Linked DNA regions of Sminthopsis crassicaudata: region 1 is linked to region 2. A link is a contact called in public Hi-C data. All regions are on one chromosome and are shown on one strand. The core of a region is the stretch at or near the end of the contact, and the rest is flanking DNA. Distances in the headings are between cores, read along the strand shown.

Evidence for each region. A called contact is a pair of places that touch in the nucleus more often than the background predicts.
Region 1: a contact with region 2 is called in a Hi-C map of hippocampus, with 2.7 times the contacts expected there. The contact joins the promoter of COX4I2 here to the promoter of PDRG1 in region 2. A contact is called at or near these places in 2 of 2 Hi-C or Micro-C datasets (fibroblasts and hippocampus).

Annotation. Positions count from the first base shown.
Region 1 is chr2:452,114,085-452,120,318 of ASM4859323v1, reverse strand. COX4I2 (cytochrome c oxidase subunit 4I2) reads left to right here and starts at 3,121. Exons shown (of 5, transcript XM_074292800.1): 1 at 3,121-3,741; 2 at 3,929-3,964; 3 at 5,221-5,317. The coding sequence starts at 3,583.
Region 2 is chr2:451,807,820-451,814,697 of ASM4859323v1, reverse strand. PDRG1 (p53 and DNA damage regulated 1) reads right to left here and starts at 3,801. Exons shown (of 5, transcript XM_074292781.1): 1 at 3,643-3,801; 2 at 3,383-3,458; 3 at 2,166-2,240; 4 at 51-131. The coding sequence starts at 3,729.

The DNA.
Region 1 (6,234 bases), core at 1,872-4,371, 310 kb before region 2:
AAGGAAAGAAAAAACCAAATTACTAGCATCAAATTTTGGCTATCATAAAAAGAAATATTACAATTTTTTTTATATACAGGCCCTTTTCTTCCTTCTTTAATTTCTTTGGGATATACACCTAGTAATGGTATAGCTGAATCAAAAAGTATATGATATTTAATAGCTTTTGAGGCATGATTCCAAACTGCTTTCTAGAATAGCTGGACCAGTTCACAATTCCACCATCAATCCATTACGACACCTGTTTCCCCCCAACCTTTATTATCTTTTTTTGGGTCATCTTTGCTAGTTTAATAGGTATAAGGCAGAAGTTCAAAGTTTCTTTAATTTGCATTTCTTTATGATTCTTTAATGATTTCTAGCATTTTTTCATATGATTGTTGAAAACTTGGATTTCTTCCTTTGAATATTGTCTATTCATAACTTTTTGTCTTTTTTTTTTTTTTTTTTTGATCTACTACGGAAGGATCTTACTCTCATACATTTGAATCAGTTCTGTGTATATGTATATATATATATATATATATATATATATATATATACACACACACACATATATATCTTAGAAATGTAACCTTTATTAGAGAAATTTGTTGCCAAAGGTTTTTTCCTTACTTTCTTTTCTAAATGTTATTATATTATATTTGTTTGTGCAAAACTTTTTAATTTTATAAAATCACAATTGTCCATTTTATCTTGTGGGATCCTCCCTATTACTTGTTTAGTCATGAAACTTTTTTCTCATCCAGTTATCAGAAAAGTAATTTTTTCCTTGCTCCTCTAATTTGTTCATGCTGTGATCTTTCATTTCTAGGTTATGTATCCATTTTGAGTTTATCTTGTCATATGGTATGAGGTATTGGTACAAACTTAATTTCTGCCAGATTGTTCTTCAGTTTTCTCAACAGTTTTTGTCAGTGGGAAGATTAGTACTTTTAGTTCTGTCAATTTTGTCTACCTTTGCAACATCTTTTTCATTTGTTATCTTATTTTTTACTCCAAGTACTGCTCCCTAGTTCAAGTCCTTATTATTTCTCACATAATAGCTTCCTCCCTGGTTGTCCTGCTTTCAGATTCTTTATTTCTAGTTCATCTTTCACCATAACTGCCAAAAATCTTCCTAAGACACAACTCTGAACAATTTTTACATTTCTCCTGTATACTTTAGTTCCATTTTGTCTAACAGATATTTGCACAAAATTCTTTGACTGTAAACTCTGTGAGAGCAAGGACTAGGTCTCATTCTTCTCTAGACTTACCTTAATAGCAATAGTTAGAATTTAAGCATTTTAACACTTGCAAAATGCTTTATATATAATCTCATTCAAACTGCAAAAAATAACCCAGTTATGTAAGTGCCGTTATCATCCCCATTTTACAGAAGGAAACTAAGCCTGAGAAGAATTAAGTAAATTTACCTAGAGTCAAACAGCTAATAAAAGTGTCTGAGACAAAATTTAAACCCAAGTCTTGCCAATTCTAAATCTAGTATTCCAGTATACCATAGCTGCTTCCTCTCATGTAAACACATGCTCAGCAACCTTGGGAAAGATAAAATAATTAAAAAAAAAATCAAGTTCTAGGCATGGTATTATCTGGGGGAGAAACAAAGACTGAAAAAAAATCTACTGGGCACTTACATTCTGATAGTCAAATAAGTATTCTGTATACTTAAGTGGAATCCCTCATAATTGTTGAGTACCTGAGCAACCAGTAGGTATTAATTGACACTTCAAAGATCTTCGGTTTCATTGCCATAAGTAACCCTGTCCAATCCTTACTACGTAGTGTCAGTGAGTTGTAGTCATTACCCAGTAACCAAAATGTTGAGCTTCTCTGAACTTAGTCTGGTCCTTGAGTGACAGACATATAGTCTATCCTGGCTTGTGTTTAGTCTTTCCAGCTTGATAGGACCTGACTTGACTTTTGCTTGACTGATATGTTCTTTAAGAACCCAGGACTTTATGGTAAAAAAGCAATTAAAATATCTATATACTTTGTCCCAAAGCTCCCAATGCTAGGCACATAAACTAAGGAGGTCAGAGGCAAAAAGAAAAATCCTATATACAACAAAATATTCCACAAAAATAAATCGCATCTATTAAGTGAATTGTTATTAAGGACTTATTATGCACTCTACTACTAAATGCAAGGAATATCAATATCAGCAAGAGGAAAAACAGTTCCTGCCCTAAAGAAGTTTACATTCTAATAGAAGAGAATACATAGAAAAGGAAGTTGAAAAGAGGAGTAGGCAGCGAGATAGAAGTTACCTGAAGGAGCACGATGGAGAAAATCCAGAGAGTTGGGAGTGGAACCGGAGAGAACAAAGGATATGAATGACCTGGGCACTTTTCTCAAAATGGAGCTTTGGCAACTTTCACATGTTCTTCTCATATATTCCTTTTAAGGAGGAATCTGGAAGTATTGGGTTGAAATAAACAAAAGTTTAGCATTTTTGAGTTAGGGATCACAAGCTGAAATAGGCCCACGGTAAAATAAGTTCTGTGACAGCAGTTTTCTTATTCTTCGGTTCCTGCTGTTTCTTTTGACAATTTCCCTTTCTCAATAAAAGTTCACTCACATTCCTGGTATCCACTTTACTATGTTATAGAAGCTACATGTAATCACCTGAATACAAATGTTGCTTTTTGACAAATTAAAGTATAGGTCATTTCTTAAGATGCTAGAATAAAGTTAACATTGGAATACACCAGGCCAAGCTTAACATTTTTAGTACTTTTCCATGCAGGTTTGTTTACAATGAGAAAGTGCCATATTTATCCAATAATCTTGTGATGGAGAGAGCCATCTACACCCAGAGAGAGGACTGTGAGAACTGAGTGTGGACCACAACATAGCATTCTCACTCTTTTTGTTGTTTGCTTGTTTTTTGTTTTCTTTCTCATTTTTTCCTTTTTGATCTGATTTTTCTTGTGCAGAAAGATATTTGTGGAAATACGTATAGAAGAATTTTCCATGTTTAATATATACTGGCTCACTTGCTCTCTAGGGGAGGAGGTGGGGGGAAGGGAAGGAAAAAATTTGGAACACAAGGTTTTACAAGGGTGAATTTCGAAAATTATCTCTCTATATATGTTTTGAAAATAAAAATCTTTAATAATTAAAAAAACTCCAATCATCATATACCACCAGTTATGGTGTATGATTTCCCATTTCCCAATTGATGGGCATCTGATGCCAGTTCTAACAATAACTAACTCTATGTGCTTGAGCAAACCACTTCCCCTCATTAGGACTCTAGTTTAAATCTAAGGTCACTTTTACCTCTAGTCTTCAAGTTCTAAGACTGAGTTACTTCACCTTTGACATTCTATGTCCTAAGGCCTCTTCTTATTCTAGCATCCTGTGATCTAAGATTCTTCCTGCTCTAATATTCTATATTCTAAAGTATTTTTCTGATGTTGTATGTTCTAAGGATCCTTCCTGCTCTGACATTCTGTATTCTAAGGCCCTTCCAATGCTAACATTCTATGTTCAAGGCCCCTTTTCTACTCCATTATGTGTTCTATGATCCTTTCCAGCTGTAAAATTCTGTAAAGTCCGTTAGTTTTATCCCAGATGCTTAATGGCCTTGGCTTATCCCCTCCCCACAACTGTGCTCGGTATATTGGGGATGGGCGTGAGGAAGTGCTTTCAGGCCTAGGAAGAGTGGGTGGGGAATGTGGCCTGACCCCTACATCCCTGCAGATCTCTGTCCCTCCCAGCGCCTCGGCCCAGGTTTGTTCCCATGTGGGGGAGGGGTGGGAAGTTGCAGTCAGTGGCGTCCTGGGACTTGTCCCTGCCACAGAGAAGTGGGAGGATGGGGGTAGGATGGGAGGGAGGGAGGGAGAAGAGGCTGGGCTCTGGCTCTTGTTCCACCCACCCTTAGGAGCAGCTGTTCTCCACCTCTCTTTCTCCCTGGAAGAATAAGCCGAGTCGTCCTGCCCTGATGGCACCAGCGGTAAGTTCAGAGTTGGGAGAAAGGGAAAGGGACATAGAAAGGGGGACCAGCCATCTAATCCCGGGATGGAGAGAGTTGTGGGATGATGGGAATTATAGGTTTCTTTTCTCCAACTAAAGGTGGCTAATCTTTCTCTGTTTCCAGATGTTAAGAACTGCTCCTAGCACCCAGACATGGGGGACTCTCTCCCAGTGCCTGGACATGAGTCTTTCTGTCCATAGATGTGGGTACCTCACCTACATCCCTAGAAGTCACAGATATGGTGGCTCCTCCCAACCCCCCAAGTACGGGGAGCCCTTTTATCCCTTTTGGGATAAGGAGAATCTGAAGATGGTTTGGGTTTGGGCAAGCTTCTTTCAGGGTGCTAGGATGGGCCTGTGCTGTGTATGCATGTGTGTTTGTGTGTGTGTGTGTGTTTTGAAAAACACTAATAAATCCAATAAATGTGCCTTTCCCTTCCTAGGTGGCATTGAGCACGTAAGCTGACAATTACTAGGGCCTGCAAGACCAGAGACAGAACAGATGCTGGGAGCTCAGTGGGGAGGGGGGGCGGATCACAGGCCATACCTAGACCTGGAAGTTGAGCAGCCAGGCCTAAGCCAGCACCTCCCATACTCACCCTATTCTGGACAGGAGTCAGGTTCCTAGGATGTTGGGGATAGGAGGGCTTTTAGAGCCTCTCCGGTTTAATTCTCTATTTCTAGAGCGAGGGAAAGGATCACATGAGTGAGTGGTAGAGAGAGGGACAGAACCAGGTCACCGAACATTCCGTCCCATGTACTTTTCCATCACACCTGGCTACTTTAAATACTCCCTGGAGTCAGAACTCTACCTGTTTCAAAGAGGGAAAACTGAGCAAGAAAAAGAGAGCACGTTTTAAGAAATAATCCATGAATCACCTTGTATCAAATTTAACAAAATGAGGGAAAATTTGGTGGGAGAGGCAACTGAGTAGCTTTAGCTCTTGGGAGGACTCTGGGAGGGGATAAGGAGCCTCACCCTGCCCAGCTTCCTTCGGCCAGCAGGCAGGAGCAGCAGAGAAGAGGGGTCTGTCCCTTGACGGTATGGTACAGGCGTGGAGTCTGCACTTCAGAATGGATTTTCATGAGCTCAGAGCCCTGCTGCTCCTTCCCCTAGGTCACGGATAGAAGAGCATCCCAGTTGTGGGGAGTGAACCTCTTCTCTTGTGTGTATGTGTGGGAGGAAGTCCCAGGCGTGTGTCTCCTCCCTAACTGCCTGTGCCCTTTTTCCTGCAGATGCTTGTTCTGCCCCGCTCTTCCTGGGTCCCCTTGGTAAGGAGAGGAGCCTTTGGGGTTAGAAGTATCCGGCAGGCTCATGGCTCAGGAGACACTGGTAAGGTCCACACCAGCCATGCCCGAGGTAGTTCCCCAAGGTTCCCAAGAGGTCACCTGGCATGGGGGAGGGGTAATGAAGATGAAGAGAGATTTAAAGGAAGATGGGGACTAGAGTAGGAAGATAGCATCAGGAGACAGATTTTGGCAGTTAAGTTTGGAATGACGCAGTTGAAATCTGTCTGGAGCCTTTCAGAGCTCATTCCTGCCCGTTGTCTCTTCTCTCCATTGCTCTTTCCTCTTTCCCATGGGGCCCTAAGCCTGAAGAGTTCAGTTCCCAGGGCCATGAACGTAGGAGCAATGAGCCGAGTTCCTACAGGAAATGCAGCTGGCTCTGGGAACTGTCGTCTCAGAGATCTTGCTCTTCCATGGACCCAGACGCCATGGCCACCAACTTGGCCAGGCCCTTTGGCTTGTCACCTGCTTCCAGCACTTAGTACAGTGCCCGGTGCCTAGGAGGCACTACGCAGATGTTTGCTAACTTGATTTGTCCAGAGAGGAGCATCTTAGGTTGGCCTGGGCCAGACTTGAGCTGAAGAAGGGGGCCTTTTGAACACAGAGTAAACCAAGAAGATGGAACCTGAGTCCTTTTTTCTGGGACTCAGTGGGAGGAGATGTTCTTCTGGTTATTAGTCTTCACATTTGCAGAGAACAAGAGGAGGGCCCTTGTGTGAAAGCAGGTTGAGTCTTCAGTTAGACAAAACCATGCTGATTCTCAGAAGTATAAGATGGCTGAGGTCACAGAGCGTTTCTCCCAAAGAAAGGATAGGATAGCAGAGCTTTGTCCTGAAGAGTACAGAAACTTCCTGAAGCCAGGATCCTAGCCCATATGAAAGGCCCCTTTCAGAAAATGCTTAAGCAGCCACAGGAGACCTTTCCGGGGTGAGGGTCTGACATGCTTATGGGATATCTCTGAGA
Region 2 (6,878 bases), core at 2,552-5,051:
ATAGGTTTTGACTTTTCCCACTTTTCAGTCCCCACTAAGGAACTATTTACCTTGGGCTTCCAAGAGACGGTTGACCTTCATTTTCAACTGTTTCCGGAGTTTCTCTATTTCCTCATCCAGGTGCTCCTGATCTGAAAAAACAACAACAAAAAAATTATAGCAACTAAAATTTCAGAGCACTTTGCAATTTAAAAAACACTTTCTTCACAAATTTTGTGAAGCAGGCAGTGCAAGTAACATTATCCTTAGAGAAGAAGAAACTGAAGCTGGGACCAAATGACTTGTCCACTAGTCACACAGCTAGGGAATGTCACGACAACTCCAGGTGTCCTAACAAGTTGTGTGACCTCCTCACACAACACCACAGTGCCTATCAACAGAATATTCTGGAGGAATGGGAATGGGAGGACCTTTACCAAGGTCCCAAAGAATAGCAGAAAAAAGGCAGTTGTGTTTGAGGAGCGGGAGGGGAAGCAGTCCAATGTTGCTGGAACCAGCCTTATGAAGCTTACTGTTGTGTAACAGGAAAAGGAGTTAGTTAAGACTTAAGAATGTATAAACATAATGCCAACTGGCCTGGAACATGGAGGAAGCCAGAGACTTATAAAACAAAGCTTGCATACAACTTGTTAGGTGATCACAGGCAAGTGACTTTCCCTGACTCCACCTTTGAAAAACAATTAAATTGTTCTAGATGGTGTCTAAAATCCCTTGGGGGGGGGGAAGAAGAGAGGGAGTTAAATGGTGAAGTGGATACAGCACCAGCCCTGGAGTCAGGAGGATCTGAGTTCAAATCCTACCTCAGATACTTAACATTTCCTAGCTGTGTAACCCTGAGCAAGTCACTTAAACCCAATTGCCTCACAAAAACTGAACAAAAAAAAAACCAACATAAAATTCCTTGCAGCTTTGAGATGTCTTCTTATGACAAAATGTCAAGAGCTTCACCATTAACAAAAAATTATAGAACACTGCCTATGTATGTAATACCCAAAGAAATGAGAATGTCCAAAGAGCACCTGGCTGGAAATGTTTAAATGTCTATTGAGTGGCACAGATTAACATACCAAGTGAGAAGATACAGAAGTAAGGACTGGAGTTAACCTTTAAGAATACAACTTAATATACAATTTACAGAGACCAATGCAGGAGAAGGACCCAGCAAGTTCAACAGAGTAGTGTGCCAGACACATCTAAGAAATGGACCTAGCTAAAATGAAGGGATAGTACACAAGCGAGGAGATGAGAAGTTGGAGGAGGCTGTGAAATTTCTTTTTTAGGACTACACACCAAGAATTCTGTCAATTACTTTGTTTTCAAATAATTTCAAAACTATTCTATCCTGTTTGGTAATTCCGATTCCTTTATGTAGTTATCAGAAATTCAGGATTGGAGGAAATATCAGAGATTATCTAGTCTATTTTTTAAATGAAAAAATTGAGACCCAACAAATTGTCTTCTCCAAGGTCACACAGAAAGCAATATCTTTTTATGGAGTCGGGCAGAATTTTGTAGGCCTGGAACCCCAGATCCTGACTGTTCAGTCAGTGCTCTTTCCATTGTATCAGGATATGTGACCCTGGGCAAGTCACTTAACCCCAGCCTCAGAAAAAAAAAAAAGAAAAGAAAAGAAATCAGCCATTGTATCAGGATGGTAGATGTCCAATTCCTTCTTCTCCAGTGAAGAATACAACTCTTGGCCTCATCTTTCTGCATTGAAACCCTACAACTTCTTTCCCCCCATGTCCCCTCCAAAAAAAAACAAAACTGGTTCCAAGAAGGTTTTGAGGGCTAAGACTTTTTTCATTGTAATCACTGTGTTTATGATTTTACTGGTTTATCTTGCTACTCTGCATCAATTCAAACAAATCTTATCTTTCTCTGAATTCCTCCTCTTGTTTCTTATAGCTATGCCTTAACCAACACATACCCGCTTCATTTCAAGTTTTTGCTATTATAAAAAAATGTACTCTGAATATTTTGGTGTATATTTCTGTCTTTAATCTCTTTTGAGGTATATGCTCCAAAGAAGGATCTCTAGGACCAAGGCTATTAAACTTCTGTAACTGAGACTTTGTGACAAGTTTTAATTAAGCCCCAAGCCTAAACTATGCAAAAATTGATTTGGGAGGTAGCGCCACAGTGTTCAATCTGGGGTCCCTTACCTTTCTGAATCATATCCTTCGTCCGTGGTCGGGGAAGCTTGATGAACATGTTTCCAAAACAAACCATCACTTTATCTGAAATGGTAAACATGCCACGGTCAGCTTGATAAATCACCAAGTATTTCTGCATCTGGAAGACGTGACCTCATCCTACATTTACTGGCTGTTTGACCCTCCCAAGTCAACTAGGCTATTTCCAGCCCCGGTTTCCTCATCTCTAACTCAGATAATATCTTACAGGGTCGTTATCAGAACTGAGTGAGATAACATGCAGAGCGCTGAACAAATCTTCAGGAGCTATGTGCCAGCTATTATTTATTAGTATTTTTTAAAAATCTTTCTCATCTTTTATTTTATTTTATTTTTATTTTTTTAATTTTAATTTTTATAATTATAACATTTTCTTTGACAGTACATATTCATAGGTAATTTATTATTATTTTTTAATTAGTATTCTTCTAAGACTTCAGGTATTCATAATTCCTGAGAAAGATGGTAAAATATAAGACCCAATTTGGTGCCAAACAAGCAAAGAAAGGAGACCTCTAACTTCTTCTATGGAATTGTTGCTTAAAAACTTATAAAAACAAAACAAAACAAAACACAAACACCCCAAATTCCTATCTTAACTATACAGGAAAGAAAAGTTAGGCGACTCTGGACCCGTGTCCTCAAAGGTATTTCCTGTATCTGTGATAGTACGCTCTGGACCCGGTGAAGAAGTGATGTGAATTTTAGATCTAAATATCCTTTGCTTTGATTTGTTCTTCCCCCCCCCTCCTCACTACACTGCTACAAGCGGAATTAAGGATAATTAAGTGATATGGACCCTCAAAGTCACAGAAAAGCCAGCCTTGCTCCTACTCGGTGTTCCTAAAAGCTCGGGAATTGAGAGTCCCACAGAAGCTAAAGTTTCCCAAGCACAGCGCCTCCAACAGCCCCGCCAGTCCTTAACACAACGCTGAATCACAGCATATAACTATACATAAGGGCCTTCGGGCTTTTGCTTCCAACAAACGGCCTCCCTGTTCGCTACTCTTTTAAATTTTTAAAAATTTAATTTAATTAAAATTTTTTTTTTTTAAAGAGAAAGCACCTTATACTTGATACTGGAGCAATGGTGGCTCCAGCTGGACTGCAGACTCACCCCTGGAAAGGCGTGCTGACGTCAGGGAATGACGTCCGTGACCCCTGACCCCCACCACGCCACGACTTACCTGACGGGCCAGGGTCTCTCTGCAGAGCCCTCAGGGCTTCCCGGTTCTGGTTCCGCTTCAAGTCCAAGTCCACTATCTAGGGAAAAAATCCAAAGCCAGACGTGAGGGTGGAGCCCAGAGAGGGGAAAGGGTCAGGGGGCAGCTTTGGCCAATGTTCCGGCTCAGAGTCGGGATAAGGAAAGCGTGGAGGGGAAAGTGCAGGAATGAGGGGGGCGGGGATTAAGAAGCCCATTCCCCTCGCTCTCGGGCCCATCAGGGACCTGCTGCTTGTCGGCCAACACCGCCTCGGCCAGCTCCTCCACCTCGCTCAGGTAACGCAACACGCGCTCGGAATCGGGCCCCAACATGACCGGCGATGGTGCGGTCCGGCAGCTTCCCTCTGCGCACGCGCCACCACCGCGGCAGCGCACGTGGTCTCGTAAGCTAGGTCGCACGCTGGGGGCGGGGCGGTGGGAACTAATGTGGGACGGCCTTCGGGACCACGTGACGCCTTCTGGGCTCGTAGGAGGGTAAGCTGGAAAAAGTCCGGTACGTCGGCGCCCCCATCCGGCTGAAATTCTCCGGTGCGAAAATGGCTGTCTTCGGGTCTCCTCCTCCGGGACGGCCGGGACTCACCCAGAGCCCCGGTTAAGTACTTTGCCCCTCGTGCCCAATGCGGCATCAGCAACTGGGGAGGGTTGCAGCGAAGAGTGGGGCTTCCTCACCTCCACCCTGGTTACCGTTATCTCTGTAAACTGTGCGAAAAATAAAGCTCTCCAGAGATAATCTCCGGTTAATTTCTGCAGCTGGGTGGTACGGCCGCTTTCAGGTTAGATTTAGACTCCGAAGGGATGAGTTTGGGGCCTGCCCCGTTTCATCTGTAAAATGGGCACCCCCCGGGGCTGAGAGAACCGCACAGAGCACTTTGCAAAGCTAAAGCCCTATATAAAATTTCCACTGCTTTAGCCGTTTTTCTGTGCAAACAGTTTGGTAGATTATGTGACTTATCCAAGTAGCCATGTGCAGGTTGCTCTTTCAGCCTTCAGATCTTCGCCATGATCCCCACAGGTCTGCGGGATCTTTCCGCATCTGTTCACCCCCCTGGTGAGCATCTTCTTAACAATTGATCCAAAGTGAAAATAGTGAGGTGGCATACAAAAAAGGAGCGTTACAACACTGCGTCCCAAGCCGGGAACGTGCATTCCCACCAACGAGACAGTGGGGAGAGTGAACACGGATCTAGCAGCAGTGCCAATGTAGGGCCTTGATGTCCTCTCTCTCCCGGGCTGCTCCTCTTTGGAGCACGCCTGCTGAGCAGGTTACCCACACGGGCTCCTACAGGCCGCCTTTCTCACAGCTTGACTCATTGTCAGGCTATTTCCTTTGAGTCCATAGTGGAGTTTTTTCTTCGCTCCTGGGATTGTTTTGGTTACAAGTTTCTTGATTAGTCTCCTTCCCTGAGTCTGTCTGTCTGGAGACGGTGTCTTCATGTGCGTCCCTGTTAAATGCATCTCAACTATGTGGGTCTCTCAGATTAACGCCCGAACTGTTTTAAAGGGTGCTTCAGGACAGGACTAATCTCTTGCCTACTGTCCAAGTTCTTCTCTTGATTCAACTAAAGACATTTTTTCACACTTCTTAAAAGTCTTTTTTTTTTTTTTTTTTTTTTTTTTTTTTTTTTTTTTGGTGGGGAGGGACTCGGCTTCTGAGTTATGCCTTGGAAAAATAGTGATCAGCAACAATTCCCACTTCCAACCCTCCCCTCAACCCATAAATCCAAAGTTTTTTCCACTGAACCACTGCTCATACTTGGCACACATACTCCATCTGTTGTAAAGCCTCGTCAATATCCCTTTCTCTCACCCACATGTGCAAGAATGTTTGTGGCAGCCTCTTTGTGGTGGCCAGGAACTGAAACTGAGTGGGTGCCCATCAGTTGGAGAATGGCTGGATAAACTGTGGTATATGAATGTTATGGAACACTACTGTTTTGTAAGAAATTGATGAGGTCTAACCAAATGTTGAGGTCTAGATAAGGGTTACCTAAATAAAATTAGGATTAATTGAGGCCTAGTGGCAGGTTCCAGGTACAGGGAGTGAAATGGAGCTCCCCTGCAACCCCTTTAGATTCCACGCAAGGATAAATGAGTTCTAGCAGCGGCAAGAGTCCCCTGTAAATGAATTTACAGGACCGAAAACCTAGATTGATAAAAGAGGTTTATTGTAGGGTTTGGAAGTAAGGTTAAAGTCTGGTTAGTAAAAGGAGTTAGATAGAGGAAAAAATACACCAGAAGTGGCGGACAGAGAGTCTGTGATGCAAAGCATGGTGCTTACATGTTTCAACCCTCTGCCCAGAGATGATTCCAGCTTGGGGCCTAGGGTGGAGTTCCAGGTTGATTCCTGGAGGGCCAGAACCCACCAGATGGGAGTTGGGAAACCTGAGCAGATCATTAGAACGGGGGCTGGGTACAGCCCAAACTGGCTCAGATCCGGATCTCTCCCCTTGGAATACAAAAGGGTGGTTTTGACCAGATTTTGTAAATCAAACAAAGGTCAGTCAGTCCCAGAGGGGGTTGGAGATCAGAAAAAAGAAATCTTAAAAGGGGCTACGCCCACACCAAAATGACCAGCAGGAGGAATACAGAGAGGCTTGGAGAGACTTACAGGAACTGATGCTGAGTGAAATGAACAGAACCAGGAGATCTCTGTACATGGCAACAAGATTATACAACGATCAATTCTGGTGGACGTGGCTCTTTTCAACATTGAGATGATTCAAACCAGTTCCACTTGTGCAGTGATGAAGAGAATTATTATCTACAGCCAGAGAGAGAACCATGGGAACAGAGTGTGGACCACAAAATAGTATTCTCACTCTCTGTGTTGTTATTTGCTTGCATTTTGTTTTTTTTTTTTTCTCAGTTTTTTTTCTTCCTTCTTGATCTGATTTTTATTATGCATAAATGTACATGAATATGTATATAAATGCATATATATGTATATATATGATTTAACATGTATTTCAACATACTTAACATGTATTGGACTATCTGCCAGCTAGGGGAGGGGGGAGGGGGAAGGAGGGGAAATTTGGAACAAAAGGTTTTGCATCTGTCAATGCTGAAAAATTACCCATGCATATGCTTTGTAAATAAAAAGCTTTAATTAAAAAAAATATATATCCCTTTCCCTCCACTCACACAGCACTATCCTGGTGCAGACCCTTTTCATTATTCTTCCTGTCTCAAATCCATTCTCCATTCAATGGCCAAATCATTTTCCTAAAGCATAGGTTGATCTTCACTTCAGGATCAAAATAAAATACCCCATTTGAAATTTAAAGTTCTTAATGACCTGCTCCCTTAGCTTTTAATCTTTTTATAATTTATTTCCTTTTCTTTATTCTCCATTGTAGCTACAATAACCTGTTTGCTAATCCTAATATATGATAATCAATTTTGTTAATCTGGGTTTTTCTCCATGCTGGAATATTCTTTCCCCTTACTTCTATTTCCTA